Linked DNA regions of Pan troglodytes: region 2 is linked to region 1. Evidence: chromatin contacts called from public Hi-C data. All regions are on one chromosome and are shown on one strand. The core of a region is the stretch at or near the end of the contact, and the rest is flanking DNA. Distances in the headings are between cores, read along the strand shown. Region 1 overlaps LSAMP (limbic system associated membrane protein). Region 2 holds the start of LSAMP (limbic system associated membrane protein).

Region 1 (3,375 bases), core at 237-2,736:
TCTTCTTTCTAAATTAGTAGTTTTTATTATGCCATTACATCCTCATAATTTTGTATTTACTGTTTTAAAACTTGCTTCTAACATTTCAGGGTCAAGTTAAAACTGCTTGTCCTCTCATAGGGCATTTTCCAGCCCTTCAGGTGGGTAGCTGTATTTCTTGTTTCACTGCATCTTGATAACCCTGACTCCTATCACTGCGCATCACTTACCAAACTCTTCCTTGGCCCTCAGCCCCATTCAGACTTCAACTCTTTTTCCCCACTCTAGCTTTTTCTCTGGCCAGCCTTGTATTATTGATAATAGAAACATCATTTTCACTTTTCTTTCTGCTGCTGTGTAGTTGATACTTGAATGATTTCACCTGAAGCAGACATTTATTATAAAAATGCCACAATCATAACCCCCTATTCTGAAACTTTTGAAAGTTTCTTTAAACCAAGTGTCTAAGGATGTTTAAATCTACAGGCATGGGTGTTAGAGACAATTATTAGACAATAGTTAAGATCCATGAGAGGGGAGAATAGCTATTTTATGAATAAAGAACTATTTGCATGACTAAAGAACTTCCACTTTACGAATTAAAGCAAAAATATTTGGTGACTTAAGTAAACCCTAGGCCTTGATTTCTTGTGTTAGTTTAAATGAAAGTGATGATTAAACTCAGGCTCCTGCTGTGAAAAGCAAGTGTATTAAATTCTAACATTCATGAGGTCAGAAGACTGTAATTTACTAATTAAAACACACTAAATGGCTTTAATGAAGTCCACATACTTTTGAATCAGCTTTGTACATTCTGTTCCACATTCTGTAAGTCATCTAATAATTGAACTTGTTATTTGCAATCAGATTAATGAATGTAGTTATTGCTTTTAACTTACATAACCTGAGTAATATTCAATGCTACAGTTAGAAAGATATTTGCTATTTCAACAACATATATTTTTTGGTACGGGTAAGGATATACAAGGGGTGTTCATATATCTCTCAGCTGCTGAAGTCAGTATGTGTATAAGAAATGCTTCCAGTCACTCATAGAGCCTTTTATGAAAGATATTTATTCAAGAGCTCCATCAAAAAAGAAGTACATCACCATTACAACAAAGTCTCCTTCCTTGAGATCTTGTGGAGTAACAGTACATATTCAGATAAATGAACCATTGAATGCTGTCTGTAATAGCAACAGCTGGCACCTCTCAGATAACGCTGAGCTGCCCAGCCCCCATAGATCAGAAAATAGGCAACAACTAAGTAGAATTTTTATAGATCTGAAATCTGCTGAATACCCATTGAAAGAGAGCAAAATGTGCATTAGACCTCGCTGACAAATGCCCAAGGTTCAATCTCTCAAACGGTTTTGCAAACTAACAAAAACAGGAGTGAAAGGGATTATCTCCATCCTCAAATTTTCAACATGGTCAAAGGGACTGTAAAATCCTTCTGGTGAGCAAGCCAGGTTTAATGGTCGGGAACAAATGCTTCTTTAGTCACAGGGCAAGCCTTTTGGATTTGTAATTTCCTGTTAGGGACAGCAAAGGCAGTGCACACCCTCCACTCCTACTCTGCTGTGCTTTCCAGCCTTCTTCCCCATATTGTTTTTCCTTCTTTTTTTTCTTTCCCTTTTTTTCTAGTGAAAATCTAACTATACTGCAGGGTCTCCTGGAGTCTGCACATTTAGGGCATGAGGGCCATACTGTGAACTGTTCACCATCATTCTGCACATGAACCCTCTCTCTAGAGAAGTAAATATGTACTCAAACTGCTAACTGTAAACATAATTGGTGACTAGTGGAAGGTTGAACGAAGCGCTAACAACAGCTCATTAAAGGCTGAATAGATGATCTTGTGCAATCAGTTGCTCTGTGGCTGTGCCCCGGCATAGCAGTGGGCCTCCTATTATAACTAGTCTTTTCATAGCCTGTGCCATTTTCTCTATTGACTTCTGTGATTGCAGATAGCAGAGAGTAGGTGCTGTTGTCCAAAATCAGTAGTTTGTTAAATGCAAACTACTGACATTCTTTTGAAACATAGTGGGGACTATTGTCCAATATTGTTACTGATTTATTCTGAATCTGCAATAGGCCCCTCTCTGTTTACCAATCACATGTTAAATTACTCTGACAGATGCATTTTAAAAAGCGACTAAATTTAGTCTGAGGTTACATGGAACAAAGATGTTGGATGGCTTATCATTAGCTTCTGGTGTCATTAACTCACTGGAACTTATATATCTATGAATTTCCCACAGGACTAGAAACTGCCTTGAACTTATTACGGGTTCAATATCTACTTCTCTACTTCTTGATCACTGGTTTGTGCCCCCAAACAACTTTTATTTGCTATTGGATATGACTATAAAAGTAATATGAGGAATGTCCTTTATGTTGTAGCAACATGTCGAGTTTTTGCTTCAAAATACAGGAAAACAAAGGCAAATTTCTTGTATTGCCTCTCACTCTGCTAATTTGAGCTCTTTGCTAGTAATCATAATCTAGAGGAGGTGAGCAGGAGTCACCTGTGTGACATTATATAAGTGTTAATACTGGTTTGCAAAATGATTATTTCTTTTAAAAGGACATCCACTAAATGATTAACTTGTGTGAATAAATAATTAATGAATCAAATACAACCCTCTGTTCTTTCTTCCTTCTGTTGTTGTTGCTGTTATTTTAACTAACCTCTGAGAGAACAAATGCAAATTGGATAACATTCCTCATGAATTAAAAAAAAAAAAGCACGTGTTTTTGTAGAACAAGCAAATTAAGAAGTAGATATGATAAAGGAAAAATATTTAAACATAGCACAAACCTCCACAATAGTGTTTAGAAGTCTTGATATAGAATTAGGTCAACTCTGGGAATAATTTCTAAGGACAAAAAAATTGTATATATTAGTTTTATTCATATTAAGTGAAAGAATAAGGAAGAGTTAGACGAAAAGAATGGTATCACATTTTTCCTATTTTGCAATTGTCAGCTGGGTAAAGGAGAAAGATTTCAAGATTGCAAAAGATGAAGCTCAAAACATAGAAATCGTGACACCATCTGACTAACTTAAGTGAGGTCAATTGCTGTTGGCCAGGTGAAATATGCCCCACTGCCTGCTGATAAAATCAATGACACTTACTTGGGATTTTTTGAAAGATCAAGGATAATGGACTCGAGGACTAAATATGGGAAAATTCAGCCCTAGTTTTGTAAAAAGAGTAAGGAGTTGGATGTTCTAACCATAAAATGTAGGGCCTGTTGTCAATTCTTGAAAAATATTATAGACAAATTGCTAACTTGATTGTGAGAAAAGAAAGTGATGATCACCATGAGCCAGGATAAAGTCACCAAAAATTATGTTATGTGAAATTAAACTTATACTTTCTTGACC
Region 2 (3,375 bases), core at 235-2,734, 290 kb before region 1:
ACCATCCTGGCTGACACAGTGAAAACCCGTCTCTACTAAAAAAAATACAGAAAAAATTAGGCGTGGTAGCGGGCGCCTGTAGTCCCAGCTACTCGGGAGGCTGAGGCAGGAGAATGGCGTGAACCCAGGAGGCGGAGCTTGCAGTGAGCCGAGATGGCGCCACTGCACTCCAGCCTGGGCCACAGAGCGAGACTCCGTCTCAAAAAAAAGAAAAAAAGAAGAAGAAGAAAACTGCAATTCACTCTATAGCATCTTGTACCATTTGGTTTTTGTACCATATGAATACTTTCATTATTTAAATAAATATAATCAAAAAAGAGAAAAATAAAGTCCTTGGCTGGTACAAACACATTTTTTATCCTTAACATCAGTAATGAGGGAGATGTCCAAGAGTGTGGGGCTCTCACTTGAGTGACTATCAGTGGTCTTTATGGTCCTCATCACTTGCTTGGCTCATGGAATAAAAGGAGTGACAAATGATGGTAACCTGTCTGTCATTAGCAGGAGTACTGCACACAACCTTACTTAGTGTCTCCTTGCAAATGACAAGCTTTCTGATTTACAAATCTCCTTCCTTGCATATGAACATTTTGAGAAGTAAGTGCCAGGAGGAACTTGGGTAGCAATTCAATGTGCCCTTTAAATAGTAATCCTTAATACCATTACTCATGTGTAGGATTGAGTGAGAGTTTCCTGGAGAGTGAAGTTGATTTAGGGATCAGGGATCAGCTGCTGAGGCTGGCACTTGGAAAAAACAAGCCAAGCATTCACACCCCAGACCACTCAATACCAGCATTGTCTCCAATCCATCTTTCATAAAGGGGTTCCAAGAGGGGGAGGGGATGAAGGAAGGAGAGAAAATAAACCATTTTAATCCTGTAAGAGAAAGTGCAGGAAAGAGGAAAGAATGAACAAGATTTGAACACGCAAAGCCAGTTGCCAAGAATGTTTCGTTTGAAATCAACTTTGGCTTTTAATCTTAGACTCCACTGTCAAGTTTCTCCTCAGTTTCCTTCTCCCATCTTTCAGGACATTCCCCACCCTCACTCCCCACCTCAATGCTTTCCTGTCCTCTGTCCCACTCCCCTCATTTGCAACTCTCCTTCCCACCTCCTTTTTCTTCTTTCCTCACCCCTTCCCTCTCCTTTCCTGGACTCTTTCTCCTGTTCTTTTATAACTTAAGTCCCTCTCCTTCTCCCCTCTCTCCTGAACAGTACCTCTAAGCTCCATTCCCCCTTCTTAAGGAAATCAGCCAGGCCTCAGATGGAGCTGTCGTCCTGACAACCCAAAGGCGCATCAGGCTTTCATTGAGGCTGGCTGCTGCTGAAGGGGGCAGTTGTGCAAAGCGAGGGGCCACGTCGAGGGGAGGGCGGAGGGGATGACGTGGATGGGGCTGTTGAAAACCAGCAGGGTGGGGGGAGGGTGGGGGGGTGGGGGGGATGTGCTGAGCAGAGAGAGCGCCAGGGACTGGGAGAAACAGGAAAGGGAGGAGGGGGAGAGAGGATCTGGGTTGCTGCTGCTTCTGCTGCTGCTGCTGCTGCTGCTGCTGCTGCTGTGTGGCTGTTTCTGTACACTCACTGGCAGGCTTGGTGCCGGCTCCCTCGCCCGCCCGCCCGCCAGCCTGGGAAAGTGGGTTACAGAGCGAAGGAGCTCAGCTCAGACACTGGCAGAGGAGCATCCAGTCACAGAGAGACCAAACAAGAACCCCTTCCTTTGGCTTCCTCTTCAGCTCTTCCAGAGGGCTTGCTATTTGCACTCTCTCTTTTGAAATTGTGTTGCTTTTACTTTTCACCCTTCTGCTTGGGTTTTATGAGGGCTTTGTTAAGTCTTAGAGGGAAAAGAGACTGAGCGAGGGAAAGAGAGAGGCAAAGTGGAAAAGACCGTAAACTGGCAAAGCCCGCTCTGCGCTCGCTGTGCATGAAAGCCCCGTGTTGGTGAAGCCTCTCCTCGCGAGCAGCGCGCACCCCTCCAGAGCACCCCGCGGACCCGCACCTCGGCGTGGCCACCATGGTCAGGAGAGTTCAGCCGGATCGGAAACAGTTGCCACTGGTCCTACTGAGATTGCTCTGCCTTCTTCCCACAGGACTGCCTGTTCGCAGCGTGGATTTTAACCGAGGCACGGACAACATCACCGTGAGGCAGGGGGACACAGCCATCCTCAGGTAGGGCTTTCGGGCAACTTTTCTGCTGCGCGCGTCTACACGTGTGTGTGTGTGTGTGTGTGTGTGTGCCTGATCTCCTTGAACTCCAGCTCCTGATGCTGCAGGCTTGTGGTGTGTGTGTGTGTGTGGTGTGTGTGTGTGTGTCCCTGTTTTACTGACTGGTTGGCATTATAGCTAACAAAATTCAAGGGAATTCTGGTCCCTGTCAAGCAGCAGTGGTGTTGGTTAAATGTTGTTCGGTTCTTAGGACCTTGTTTCTCTTATCAAGGAAGCCTAACTTCACCCATGGCATTAGTGACTTCTGGGAAGTATTCTCGCTATTGTAATTGCTGTTGCATTGCACTTGAGAGTTTTGTTGGGAGTCCTTAATTCTGAAAGAAAGGTTGTTGGATTATGGCTCTCAGAGAGTAGTACACAGTACTGCATTCTCCTTGCTCCTCCCGTGTCTGTGTGTGTGTGTGTGTGTGTTTGTGTGTGTGTTTTCATGCCAACACACACACACACACACACATATCAAGGTTGTGTGTGAGGGTTTCTGATAGAAGACTTTCTGTAAGGATCTTCTAATTGACATGGAGGGCAATAAATCAATCTTAGAACTTTGGTTGGTTACTGAGCCTTTCCTGGAATGTGGATATAAATCAACACAAGATATGAAGAGCAGAAAGAAAAGGAATTTGCCAAATGGCTGATATTTAAGAGTAGGAGTGTTAAACACAGAGGTTGGGAGAGAATTAACCTGGCATAAAATGGATATTTCAAATTGATTATTGACTTCAAAGTCTTTTTTTCTGTGCAGCTCTGGCAAACTCTAAAATAATTTGAGATTGAAATTTGGAAAGAAGAGTCCCTAGTCCTTGGGAGTTTGACCCCTATCAGGTACTGTGAGCTAGAGAGACTCAAATGAGACCTAGTCATATTTTTATTTCTAAAATGCTCCAAGGTTATTTTTTGTGCTTCTCTTTTCTCTTCCTCCTCTCCACCAACTGTACCTACCCCTTGTTCTTTTTTCTAGCTTTCCTTGAATTTCTGGCAGATGCTAACAAAAAGAAAGAATCACTCTCCTTGGAGATCTTTTAAAATCTCATTTCCTCCAAATAAAATGACCCAGTGTCAGTCTGTCTATCTAGGTAATATTGCTTGTTGTGGCAATAAAAACACAGTATACGATAGAAAATAAACCTCTAATCTGTGTGCAAGGAGCTGATAGTGC

Evidence for each region. Hi-C and Micro-C count contacts between places; a contact is called where the count stands out from the background.
Region 2: a Hi-C map of stem cell-derived neural progenitor cells shows a contact between it and region 1, with 4 times the contacts expected there. The contact joins the promoter of LSAMP here to the enhancer-like site in region 1. A contact is called at or near these places in 2 of 7 Hi-C or Micro-C datasets (blood and stem cell-derived neural progenitor cells), 1 of 1 datasets of contacts at active chromatin or transcription factors (stem cell-derived excitatory neurons) and 1 of 1 other capture datasets (stem cell-derived neural stem cells).

What each region holds. Positions count from the first base shown.
Region 1 is chr2:119,483,987-119,487,361 of NHGRI_mPanTro3-v2.0_pri, reverse strand. All of the region lies in intron 1 of LSAMP (limbic system associated membrane protein), which reads left to right. Among named protein-coding and RNA genes, the nearest start is that of LSAMP, 290 kb to the left of the region's middle. Within about 2 kb of position 1,486, at least 10 of the 24 cell types and tissues checked have an H3K27ac peak or open chromatin away from gene starts, as enhancers often do. A contact at or near this core is called in stem cell-derived neural progenitor cells, where this site is marked.
Region 2 is chr2:119,771,245-119,774,619 of NHGRI_mPanTro3-v2.0_pri, reverse strand. LSAMP (limbic system associated membrane protein) reads left to right here and starts at 1,484. Exons shown (of 9, transcript XM_016941692.3): 1 at 1,484-2,162. The coding sequence starts at 2,008.